Regions from separate parts of the Anser cygnoides genome. Here all the other regions are linked to region 2. The links are chromatin contacts, called in public Hi-C maps. All regions are on one chromosome and are shown on one strand. Each heading gives the region's core, a stretch centred on a gene start, on an enhancer-like site or on the middle of the called end of the contact. The rest is flanking DNA. Distances are from core to core; before and after follow the strand shown.

Region 1 (3,093 bases), core at 162-2,661, 230 kb before region 2:
AGGTGGGTGCCCGGGCTCTCGCCTTAGCCCCTGGAAGCAGAGATCCCTCTCCCAAGGATGCGGGTCTCTATCGTGTGCATGAGCTGCACAAGTTGGAGGTGGGACAGACCCCTGGGCACTCAGCGATGCCCCAAGCACCGGGACCTGCAGGAGTGCGTCAAGGCCAGGCAGCCCAAGGGAGCCTCCTGGCTGGGAAGTGTTGGGTGAAGTGGGGCCTCGGAGAGGGGTCCCAGCACCTGGCTGCCCTGGCTGCAAAGGCTGGGCAGGGTGGGACAGGCTGGAGGCAGGACACAGGGCTCCAGGGGAGCCAAGGAACCTTTGGAAATGCCACAGGCTGGGCTCTCTCATCTGGTTTTAGCCCACAGGAAGGTGCCCAAGAGACAGATGGAGCTGGGAGGGAGGAAAGACTGAGAGAGGAAAGAGGGAGGAATGTGGGGAGAGAGAAGAAGAAAGGTGCAGAGAGGAAGATGTTGGAGATGCCAGGAGGCAGGGCCTTTGCTCATCTGCATGGCCCATAAGGACCACATCTTGTCTAAGCCCTGAAGGGCTCTGGAGGTCCCAGAAAACTCAAGGACAAATTAAAGCTCTTGGAAAGTAAATGTCTTTCAGAGGGAAGGTGCTGTGAGGAGAACCAGGCAGCAGAATAGGGGAAACTGTGGCAGGGAGACCAAAAAGGTCCCCCCAGGCCAGGTACAGTGAGTTACTTGGGTGCTGGCAAGGGGCTGTCCGGTGGGCAGAGCATGTGCTGGACTCAGCCCCACACCGCCTCTGCCTTGGCCTTCCACAAAGTGCAGGACAGGAGGCTCCCGTCCATCCCTTCCCCTCCACGTCCCCACGGCGTCAAAAGGCATTTACAGACCTCGGTGAGCAGGGACGGCTGCTGTGCTGAGGGGTACACCCAGCCACTGCTGCACTTCTCCGTGGCGTTCAGGCCGTACGCCACGATGGAGCCGAGGTCCCAGTCCACGGGCGAGTACATGGAGCACTGCTCGTACGCCCCGTCCGCGTCGCGGGGCACGGTGAGGTTCAGCTGCTCCTCCTCGGTCAGGTTGGGGCCGACGGCACGGATCCAGCTGGTGTTGCAGTAATGAGGCAGGTTTGGAACCATAAAAAGCTGGCAAAACTGGTGGAAGGCCAGGCTGAGGCATGGGAGCACGGAGAAGAGCACCAGCCGTTTCTGAAATGTCCCAAAATCACCAACTGCCTTCAGAATTTCCCCGATGCCCGACATTGTCAGCTGAGTCGGGAAGAGGACAGTGCTGGGACAGACTTTCCTGCGGGCTGGAATTAATGTTTAATCCCAAGATAAGCTCTGCAGACGTAGGCAGGCACTACAAATATGCAGTCTCTTCAGGAGAGACTTAACGCCTGATGTTTTACATGTCCTAAGTACACTGTGTAACACATTAATCATTTCTGGGCCACCCACATACGGTGTCTGGTACTGGATAAAGCGTGCAGAACCAACCCCTGCTTCAGGAGATCTGGATCGTGCCTCTGCCAGGGCCATGTGGCAATGACACGGGGGAAGACCGAATTGTCCGAATCAATTGCAGGCGCTTGCTCTACTCGAGTGAGCAAGGTTCACGGAGGCCAAGACAGCCCAGCGTGATGCGGAGCTGGGAAAAGTCCAAGAAATGGAGTGATGCTAACGGCTGGGCAGAGCCAGAGAGGAGGAAGGGCGGCCAGCTGGCTGCCATCCCAGCCGACGGGAGACTCCGTTTCCTTCATCTTCCGCGGCTTCCCCGTACCATCTCCCCTCTCTGTCTTCTGCCTCTGTGGTAAAAGGAGTTCCGGGCCCTAAGCGGCCTCATCCACTCTTCTCCACCACAGCTGAAACGGGAAAGCCCAGGAAGGTCGGTCAGACACCAGTCATGGGCTGCCTGGACCCGGACTGGCACAAAACACGACCAGAAGGAAGAGATGATGCCACTTTTAGGACAAAGGGAAAGCAACTGTGCTCAGGCAGAAACCCCGAGAAAAGCCTGACCTCGCCTCATCACAGAACGAGAGAGAAATCTGTAGGATCAACAGGAGGGACGGGAGAGAATGAACTCGTGGTGTGACCAGGTTTGGAACCATAAAAAGCTGGCAAAACTGGTGGAAAGACACTGAGGCATGGAAGCACGGAGAACGGCACCAGCCATTTCTGAAATGTCTCAAAAAAAACACAACTGCTTTCAAAATTTCCCCGATGCCTGGCATAGGCAGCAGCATCTGCAAAGACAGATTCCCAGGGCTGGAACCGAGACTTAAACCCAAGATAAGCCCGGCAGCTGTAGGCAGCCACAAGGAGTAGGTAAACTTGAAGAAAGTGCAGCGCTCCGGGTTGGAAGTTGTACCCACGCTGCGTTCCCATTGAGTGAGTCGGAAATTTCAGGAGGTGCACACCCTCCAGGGCAGGTTGCTTTCCAGGTGCAAATTCATCGGCTGCGAGGAGATTGCGAGAAGGCGATGGGGAGGTGGTAAGGAGAGCAGGGAAGCCCAAAGGAACGGGCAGCACGGCCAACTGGCGTGGACCAGTGACCCACAGGAGGGCGGTGAGGCCCTGGTGTAGGGCAGCTTCAAAAAGCTTTAGGAGCATCCATAAATGGATTTCTTACAGAGGCAGGGAGGGGAGAGCACTGGGGTATCATTCTCTGGGGATTCTTGAGTGAGGTTAGGCTCGAAAGACTGCTAAGAAGTTGACTCGGATGAAGGGCTTGAGATTCAGTGACCAAGATCATCCCTTCCCATCGCACATCTTAAACTTGGAAGTTGTGTTCACCCAAGGTAAAGTTCTCTGGATCGGTCATTAAGGAGGAACGCCTTAAGATAAATAGATGCAGAAAATGGCAAACTAAGCCGGAGAGCCCTAGCAAGAAAAGTTAACAGAAGACCGGAAACTTAGAGACCTTTCCCTTCTGACACGTCCTTCCCTCGCAGCCCAAAGCATGACCGCTGGCATGGGAGTGTGTTGCAGCAGGGGATACCGGTGCCTAGAGAGGAACAGCCTAAGAACCGTCAAGACAATGAGAGATGTGGATGTATCTGGGGTCTCTCACCTTCAGTGCGTTTTGTTGAGGTCCTGGTTGCACTTCAGATGTAGAGGGA
Region 2 (3,095 bases), core at 295-2,794:
AGATCGAGTCGTGCTGTGGCTACAGCTCCAGAGAGAGAGGCAGAAACCAGAATTATTTCAGTTAAAGAAAAAAAGACTGGGGCTGTTTGGGCAAATTAAATAGCTAGAAGGGTTCCCTGTCAGTGTGTCCACGGAGCTGCCGAGGCCGGCACCTACCCGAGCTTTGTGTCTGGCCACCAGGGTGGTGGATGCCGGATCTCCGGGCCGTCCCCTCCGCAGGGGGGGAATAGTCGCCTCCTTCCTCTAGGGGAAAGAAAGGATTTTATTCTGTGAATAGGACCAAATCACTCTGGTTAGTTCTAGAGGATGGATTAAAAAAAAAAAAAAACACAAGAAAAAATGTGCTGGCAAATAAGGTGTTGTCAGAAGAGACGAACAAAAAGGGAGTTTCAGTAAAGCTGGAAATGTTTTTATGCTGTTTTCTCCCCTTTCACCGAACCTGTTCAGCTTTGATTTTTCACCCCTTAGGGGTGGATGTGAGCTGTTATTTTCTCCAAAGACTCGAGAACAAAAGTGGGGCCCAGCCGCGCTGCCCGAGCGCTGGGGGAGGCTACGGGGGACCCTCCAAAACGCTCCCTGGGGCCTCGTCAGCCCCACAAAGCACCCCAGAAAGCCTCCCTGGGACAGCCTGGTCCCCTGGCTCATGGGTGAGTGTGTTTGTATGTGTGTGTGTACATGGGGGTGTACATGGGGGGGTGTGTACAGGGGTGTGCGTGCAAGGCTGCGTGTGAGTGCGCGCGTGTGAGTGCGACTCGCTCCTCAGGTGCCTTTGCCTTTGTGTTTTTTTAAAAACCCTCGCAGTGTTCTGATGTACAAAATGAAAACTAGAAGAGAATGTAATATTATGCCATGTAAATTTCCTTTTTTTTTTTTTTTTTTTTATATTTTTTTTTATTTTGCCCAGCGCACCCGGGGGAGCGGGGCGGCCCTGCTGGGGCCGTGTCCCCGCTCCGCGTGCGGTGTCGCCGTGTGTATCCCAGAGAAACGTTTTCCTTCCGTTGGAAAAAGGCTCCGGTGTGATGTTGTGCGTCTGCCGAGCGTGTGGCCAGCCCCCTGTGTCGTTCCCTCCTCGGGGGCTGCTGAGCAGCGGGGCGGGGGGCTTGGGCCTGAAATAGGGACCACCACCACGCATGCACTCCCCGGTCACGTTGGCCTGGTGTTACACCACGGCAAAAGGTTGGGGGCGGGCTCTTTTATTTCTGCCTTCTTTCGTTTCATTCATTTATTCTTATTTTTATTTATTTGCATTTTATCTTTTCAGACACTCATAGAATTTGCTATTAATTTTAATTTTAATTTTAATTTTTAATTTTAATTTTTATTTTTATTCTAATTTTTATTCTAATTTTAACTTTTTTTTTTTTTTAACCTTTTATTTGTCTTATTTCCTTTTTTTCCGTTTATTTACCCCAATCCCTTCCCTCCCCCCTTCCTCCTCCCCACCCACCCACGGAGCCCAACCCGGGGGGGGGGGGCCCAGCGAGCGGTGGGCGTGGCCATGCAAATGAAGAGGGCGTGTCCCCGCGAAGCCCCGCCCCCCTCCCTCCCCGCCGCGGGGTCGTCAAGATGGCGGCGGCGGCCGGGGACGCCAAGATGGCGGCGGGGGGCAGCGGCGGGGCGCTGCGGCGGGTGCGGGCGGTGCTGGGGCACCTCTCGGGGCAGCCCCCGGCCGCCGTGTGGGCAGCGCCCTGCGGGAGCCGGGCCGGGGGAGCCGCCGGCCCCGACGACGTGGTGGTGGTGCACGGGAGGAGGACGGCCATCGGCCGAGCCAAGCGCGGGGGGTTCAAGGTACGGCTCTGCTTTTTTGGGGTGTGGGGGGGTTCCCCTCCCTGCTGCCCCTCGCGCCTCCGGACCCCAAAATCCTCGCTTCCCCCTCAGGGAGCTGTCCCCGCCCCAAAGTGTTGAGCCTCCCCCCCCACCAGCACCCCCTCAGGGGTTACCCTCGCTGCCCACCGCCCAGGGGGGGCTCCGCTCGCCAACCATCAGGAAAATAAAATCATTTTTTGGGGGTGCTGCGGTGCCACCGGGAGCCCCCTAGCCCCGCAGGCTGCTGTGGGGTGCCCAGCCCCGTCATGTCCTGCCCCACGCTGAGCCCACCTGTCCCGGTTCCCTGAGGAACCGCGGTGAGGAGCATCTCCCTCACCTTGCTGCGGACCTCTTGGTGTGGACCTCCTGGGCCAGCCTTCTCCTTGCCGAGCCATAGCAGTGGTGTCCCGGGGTCTGAGCAAGACCCAAGCATGGTGCCAGGCGACTGCTGTCGCTTTCTGTCTTCCTCAGTCTCTTCTCACATCACGTTCCCACAAACCCAGCCCCGGGACAGCCACGGCACCTGCAAGTGGAGGTGGTGGTGGTGGGACATGAGGTGTTCCCAAGCTGCCTGTGTTTTTTCTGGGCTTTCAAGGGGCTGTGTTGAATTTGGGGTCGATGACGGCACACACAGCTATAGTCTTAAGTCACTGATTTGTGCAAAACCCACTCCAGGCGTGTGCCACGCGCTGCTGGGCGCTGAAATCCCCGCAGTAACTCAGCTGGAGCTCTGCGGGTGGTGGGGTCCAGCTGCTGCCCTTTGGGGTCATCTCGGTTTTACACAGAGGGAACTCCGAGTCTCTGCATGCTCGTGCCATATATAACTCATCCTAGTTGCTTTACTTTCAAGGCCCTACGACACACATTCGTATAAATCCCAGCTAGGTGAGCAAGCTGCGCGTGTTACAGTGCTTGAAAAACACTCAAGGCAAAAACACACATAAGAGTAACGCCTTTGTAGGAAAACTCAGCTCGGTCTGGTGGTGGCTGTAGAGGTGAGGTAGCGCTGCGTAAGCCCGGGCACCGACCCTCTGCAGCAGCACGAAGGCGAGCTGGTGGCGGGGCAGTCGTCGGTGTTCGCTGAGTAGCGCTAACCCCGTGTGCTTGCAGGATACCACGCCCGATGAGCTGCTGTCTGCCGTTATGACCGCCGTCCTGCAGGACGTCGGGCTTCGTCCAGAGGCGCTGGGAGACATCTGTGTGGGTGAGTGATCGCCCTCCGTCCTGCTAGAGGCTCTGGGACAGGCCCACGGGAGACTGGCGGGTGTTGTGGGGATCAGAAGGGGTTG
Region 3 (2,946 bases), core at 8-2,507, 250 kb after region 2:
TACCGTGCACGAGGTGAGAGGACCGTGACTTTATGCGAGCCTTTCGTCGCAAGTAACCGGGAGCAACTTCTCCAGCCACCCCTCACCACTTCTGTGATAAACCACACAGAAATGGAAGCGCTCTGGGTATCAAGAGCCCAGATTTTAGGGGGAAACCTATCATTCCTAGCAGGCCACTTGGAGGTCTACGACCATGCCTCCCAGACAACACCGCCACACGCTTTGCTTGCGCACACGAGCAATTTCTGCCCTTTCCCCCCCACTTATCAACACTGCCTGCAACAAAGCACAAGCCTGACGCCCAGAACACTTCCCAAACCCAGCACCCCATCCCCAACGACCCCAACCACGCCACTTCCACGGCACCTTCATCCCGCCAGCACCGCGGGGCGCGATCCGCCAGGACGCGGCTGCTCAGTCCGAGACCCCTCCGAGCTTCCAAAAGGAAATGAGGTTAAGGGCGCCCGTCGACGTCTAGACTTTGGAGGAGAAGCAGCTCCCTCGGCCAAGCTGGATTCATCTTATTTTGGAGCGAAAGGCAGCCCGAGCGCGACGCTTTACGCAAGCAACAACTGTTTATCTGCCCAGCAGCTCCGACCGCCAGCTCTCAGCAGCAGCCCACATTTCTCTCGGCGGCGCGCAAGTAGCTTTAGGAAAAAAAACCCTACAGATTCTCGAACGTGAGACGGCGAGAAATAAAGGAAAGGAGGATAGAAATCCCCCTTTTTTTTTTGGTGTTGTTTTTTTATTTTTCTTCCCCGTTCTTTTGAGGAAAAAGAAGCGCTGAGGTTTCAAAGCCTTCCAGCAAGCCCAGCGCAGGTATCCTTCCTTCCTTCCCGAGCGGGGTGCGCGCTGCACTGACAGCCAGCCGAAGTTGCATCGCCGACCCTCGCGAAAGGAGAGCGCTTAATGAAATCAACCCACTAATTAGCCCCCCTGTTCCCCCCCCCCCCCCCCAATTCCCGAGCCCCTGGCAGAGCCCTGTGCTGGCATACCTCGCCCTGAGCTCCGGGCAGGGGGGGGGGGAAGGGGTCGGTGGGGGATCCCAGGGGTCGCCCGGCGCAGATTTCGGTGGCTCACCTTTATCCTGAGCGCAGGACAGGATCTCCTCCTCTTTGGGGTTAGTCACCTGGGTGATAATGGACGGGTTGTCCATGGAAACAGAGGGAGATTTCACCCGGCTATTTCCCTCCCGGAGGCAGAAGCTGGCGTTGCGAGGTGGGGGGGGAGTGCGGGGGGGGGGGGGGGGTTGTTTGTTTGTTTAAAAATCAATATGCAGATTTCAAAAAAAAAAAAAAAAGAAAGAAAAAAAACCACTCCAGGAACGAAGCCAGGCGGGGGGAGGGGGGGGGGGGGGGGGGGGGGCACCGCGTATGGGGCCCCTCCGGCCCTACTGCTGCTGCCTCCTCCTCCTCCTCCTCTTCCTCCCTCCTCCTCCTCCTCCAGGCGCCAATTCCCCACGGAGGAGGAAGGCCGGGGGGGGGCGTGAGACCAACCCCCCCCCCCAAAAAACGAAACACCCCAAACCCTGCCTCCCGCCGAGCGCTGCCGCCGCGCAGCCACACGCAGCCGCCTTCCTCCTCCTCCTCCTCCTCCTCTTCCTCCTCCTCGTCGGGAAGTGCCCCGGCCCCTCGGCGAACTCCCCCCCCCCCCCCCGCCGGCCCTTCCTCACACCGCCCCCCGCATCCACCTGAGCTTCCCCCCCCTCCCCGGCTCCCGGGCCGCCTACATGCCCCCGCCCCGCTTATCTCATCCCGCCTTCCTCCTCCTCCTCCTCCTCCTCCTCCTCCCTCCCCGCGGGCTCTCTCTCCCTGCTCCCCCCCCCCTCCTCCTCCTCCTTCTTCTTCCTCTTCCTCCTCCCGCCGGGCGAGGAGCCGCGGCCGCCGCTTCGCCGAGCGAGGATGAGGAGGGCAGCGCCGAGGGGAGGAAGGCAGGGCAGGGGAAGGGAAGGGAAGGGAAAGGAAGGGAAGGGAACGGCCCCGCCCCGCCCCGCCCCCGCGCCGCGGGGCGCTCCAAGATGGAGGCGGGCGGCGGGCAGCGCCCGGGCCCCGCTGCGCGGTAAACAAGGGGGCGGGGCTACGGGGAGGGGGCGGGGCTTGCCCGAGAGGGGGCGGGGCTTCGCGCCCAAATGGCTTCGCGGGAGGGGGCGTGGCTAAAGGGCGGGGGCGTGGCCGCGGGGCGGAGGCCGGCGGGCGGAGGCCCTGAGGGGGGCCCCGAGGCTGGGAGGCGCCGGGGAGGCGCTGGGGCCGGGGCCGGCCGCCGTCGGGGCCCCGCCGCCATTTCCTCCCTCAGCGCGGCTGGGCGGGCGGGGGTCGCCTCGGAGGGCGGTGTGAGGCGTGCCCGCAGGTGGCCGTGGAGCGATCCTCAGCCGCACGGCTGTTTTCGTATCGGGGGCGCCCCTGGCAGCTTCTCGCAGTGAAAATACGTATTTTTTTAGTGTCTTGAAAGCCTGCCTGTCTAGGAATTCCCGCTTCAGTGCAGCAGGGTGAGGGATGCCACGCACAAACCCTGCTTCCCCTGTCCTCCCGAGTGCCTGCTGCTAGGGGCTGAGGCACGGTGCTGGGCAGGGGAAGCCATCCACAGAACTGGCTCTTGCGTGGGGCCGTCAGAGTAAATAAAAATAAAGAAAACCTTTAGAAAACAGTATTGGTGGTAATAAGTAAGGAATTGCAGCCATGTTGCTTTCCCAGAAAAATTAAAACACGTATTTCCAATGTATATACAAGTCTATTGCAGCCTCGCAATAAAAAGGACAGATATTTTAAATTCCATTAACTAATTGGGGAAAATCCTTTTGTAACAGCCACAGACCCAGGCAATGTGAGTTTTTGCAGCAGTGGTTACGACAATCTCTTTTGCTCTGAGATGAGAAAACCACAGCCTGCGGTTCTGCACACACATATATACGTCTATAATGTAGATAGCTCTGAACAGTTTTAATGAATA
Region 4 (3,071 bases), core at 295-2,794, 140 kb before region 2:
GAGTGACAGGAGAGGCACCGACCTCACGCTCACCTGTGGCACCGCCTCGGCCGGGTCACATCCCGGCCCTAAAGCGGCTTATCCCTCAAACAAACCCCCTGAAAAGAAATGGTCGGGGCAGGCAATAAATCGGTACAGCTGGGGGGGGCCTCGGGTGAGCACGCAGTTTGATGTGAAAGGAGAGGGGAAAAAAAAAAAGAAAAAATCATTTAATGGAGAGCAAGGGCTGGGGCCTCGAGTCGAGAGGACAATGAATGAAAATCCACGGCGGCAGCAAAAAAGGCCGGGATAAGAGGCCGGACGGCGGCACCGCAAAAATCCTGCGTTCCCCCGATGGGACCGAAGCTCCGAAGAGGCCAGGGGCTGCGTGGGGAGGAGGCGCCCCCCCAAAACGAACGGGGCTGCTCGGGGAGAGACGTGGGGTTTCCTTCCAAGGCACCCTCAGGCCCGATGCGGGCAGGAGACGGAGGGGTGAGGGAGCACCCCCTCTGCACCACCCCCTAAAGAAGGGGGGCACGGGATGGTCTCGGTGCCCCCAAAGGGGGGCGGTGAGCCCCCAGGGGCACCCCTGACCCCCAACCCACCCCATATCTCTGCAGCCCCGCTGTGATGCACGAGGAGGGGGGGGTGCAGACCCCCCCCCAAACCCCTCCTCCCTTTGCAACGAGGGGAAGACCCCCCTACAAGACACCTCCCTCCCAGCAGGGGGATACCCTCAAAAAGAAAAAGGGGTTCCCAGACACCCCTCTAACACACATCCCGCAGAAATAGGGGAGGCAATCCCCCCTCGTCCTCCCCAAAACGGGGGGGGGGGGGCAGATCCCCCTCACCCTCCCCAAAAATTGGGGGAAGGGGGTAACTCCTCCTCACGCACACCCCCAAAATTAGAGAAAGGGCGCAGCTCCCCCCCTCACACCACCCCAAAAAATAGGGGAAGGGGGCGGCTCCCCCCTCACCTCCCCCAAAAATTAAGGGAAGGGGGCGGCTCCCCCTTATAACCCCCTCAGAAATAGGGGGGGGGCAGCTCCCCCCTCTCTCACACACCCCCCCCAAAAACTGGGGGCAGCTCCCCTCACCCCAAAACAGGGAGGCATCTCCCCCTCACAACCCCCCCCCCCAAAACATGGGGGGGCACCTTCCCACCCCTCTGCGTGGCCCTGAGAGAAAAGCACGACGCCCCCCACGCCCCACAGCGACACGCGGGGACCCCACAGCCCCCCCCCCCCCAGCCACGGGGGGGGCTCCCACCCCCCAAATTTCGTGGGTGCCCCCCCCAAATCCCTCGCGTCCCCCCCCCCTCCCGTCCCCCCCCCCCAATCCTCACCGATGACCTCCTGCAGCTCGTAGTCATCCTTGTTGATGGACCAGGGCAGCGCGCTGGGCTCCTCCGCCATGGCTGCGGCCCCCGAGGGCTGAGGGGACCCCTGAGGTACCGGGGGACCCCCTGAGGAGCGGGCGCGGCCCCGAGCCCGGCCCCGCCGCCGCCTCCCGTTACCGCCGGCCAAACTTTGCCTGCTCCCTCCACCTGCCCATGCCCAGAGCGCGCTGACGTCACCCGCCGCCACGTTCGCCCGCCGGAGCGGGGCGGCGCCGGCGCCATCTTGAGCGTGGCGCTTCCCCCCCCCCTTCCCCCTCCTTTCGGTTAATCCGGACTAAAAAAAAGGGAGCCGCCGCGGTTCGCTTCGCCGGTGTTATTTTCGGAGGTGGACGTCGCGCGGAAAGGCCTGGGGGAGAAAGGGGTAGTAAGGGGTGGTAAAGGCATGGAAAGGAAGGGTGGGGATGCCACACACAAGATGGCGGCCGCTCGCATCCTCCCCCCTCCCTCGGAGAATAAGCGGGAGGATCGCCGTGCTTAAACCGGACTTCAAGCAGCGATTGGCTGCTGGCCGCCGAACCCGCGGTTTCTATTGGCGGAGAGGGTTGTCAATCGTGTCTCGTCCTTCTGCAGGGTCCTTACGCCCGTAGGGCCTTCGGGTGCCTGAGGGCTGCCCTGAGGGGAGGCAGCCCTGGGCAGGCCTCAGGGTGGGCTCTGCGGTGGGTGCCGTGGATATCCCCTGTGTTTGGGTGTCAGAAACCCTCCTGGTAGGGGGGGCACACATTGCTTATCCACCTTCACACAATCCTAGAATCATTAAGGCAGGAAAAGCCCTCCAAGCTCGTCTGCTCCAACCATCCCCCTACCACCAGTGTCACCACTAAACCATGTCCCCAAGCACCGCGTCCAACCTCTCCTTGAACACCCCCAGGGACGGTGACGCCACCACCTCCCTGGGCAACCCGTCCCAATGCCTGACTGCTCTTTCTGAGAAGAAATGTCTCCTCATTTCCAACCTGAACCTCCCCTGGCGCAACTTGAGGCCATTCCCTCTAGTCCTGTCACTAGTTACCTGTGAGAAGAGGCCAACCCCCAGCTCCCCACACCTTCCTTTCAAGCAGTTGCAGAAAGCAATGAGGTCTCCCCTGAGCCTCCTCCAGACCAAACACCCCCAGCTCCCTCAGCCGCTCCTCACAGGACTTGTGTTCCAGGCCCTTCACCAGCTTCAAAGCCCTTCTCTGGACACACTCCAGGGCCTCGATGTCCTTCTGGTCTTGAGGGGCCCAAAACCAAACACAGGATACCAAATAAATGCCAATTTTTGGTGACCTGTGTGTGTTGTGTGTGAAAAGCGATGGCACTGCCCTGCCTGGGCTTGGTCTGGGAGCAGAGGGACATGTCAGCCCTGAGGCCCAGCTGGCTGCATGCAGCAGGCCCCACGGCATCGCCCACCTCCATTTCATCCCCACCCTGGCTTTGGGATCCACATTCCTCAATTAAAAATAGGCCCGGGGGTATGAAGGGGTCAGGAGGTCTGGTTTTCCCCTCCCCGCCTCCAAAGTCATGCAATTCTAAGGTTTCCCACTGCCAGGTGTTTCTGCAAGCTCCACTGAATTTCAATATTCGGTGATAAATCCAACACCCTTGCCTTGTAGTTGATGGCTCAAATGTCTGTAGCTGAAGCACTGGAGATCTGGATACATGAAGTGTTAAAAAAATAAAAATTAAAAGAATGAGGAATACGGGACTAACTGGT

What was found. Hi-C and Micro-C count contacts between places; a contact is called where the count stands out from the background.
Region 1: a Hi-C map of liver shows a contact between it and region 2, with 5 times the contacts expected there. The contact joins the promoter of LOC106036790 here to the promoter of ACAA1 in region 2. A contact is called at or near these places in 2 of 7 Hi-C or Micro-C datasets (both in liver).
Region 3: a Hi-C map of liver shows a contact between it and region 2, with 2.6 times the contacts expected there. The contact joins the promoter of CTDSPL here to the promoter of ACAA1 in region 2. A contact is called at or near these places in 2 of 7 Hi-C or Micro-C datasets (both in liver).
Region 4: a contact with region 2 is called in a Hi-C map of liver, with 2.4 times the contacts expected there. The contact joins the promoter of OXSR1 here to the promoter of ACAA1 in region 2. A contact is called at or near these places in 2 of 7 Hi-C or Micro-C datasets (both in liver).

Annotation. Positions count from the first base shown.
Region 1 is chr2:5,742,821-5,745,913 of Taihu_goose_T2T_genome, reverse strand. LOC106036790 (solute carrier family 22 member 13-like) reads right to left here and starts at 1,411. Exons shown (of 10, transcript XM_066991413.1): 1 at 860-1,411. The coding sequence starts at 1,231.
Region 2 is chr2:5,517,284-5,520,378 of Taihu_goose_T2T_genome, reverse strand. It overlaps ACAA1 (acetyl-CoA acyltransferase 1), which reads left to right and starts at 1,544. Exons shown (of 12, transcript XM_066991431.1): 1 at 1,544-1,788; 2 at 2,917-3,010. The coding sequence starts at 1,567.
Region 3 is chr2:5,264,990-5,267,935 of Taihu_goose_T2T_genome, reverse strand. It overlaps CTDSPL (CTD small phosphatase like), which reads right to left and starts at 1,257. Exons shown (of 7, transcript XM_048062258.2): 1 at 1,081-1,257. The coding sequence starts at 1,156. It overlaps LOC106036870 (a long non-coding RNA gene), which reads left to right and starts at 1,749. Exons shown (of 4, transcript XR_007162747.2): 1 at 1,749-2,946.
Region 4 is chr2:5,652,945-5,656,015 of Taihu_goose_T2T_genome, reverse strand. It overlaps OXSR1 (oxidative stress responsive kinase 1), which reads right to left and starts at 1,544. Exons shown (of 18, transcript XM_048062313.2): 1 at 1,325-1,544. The coding sequence starts at 1,394.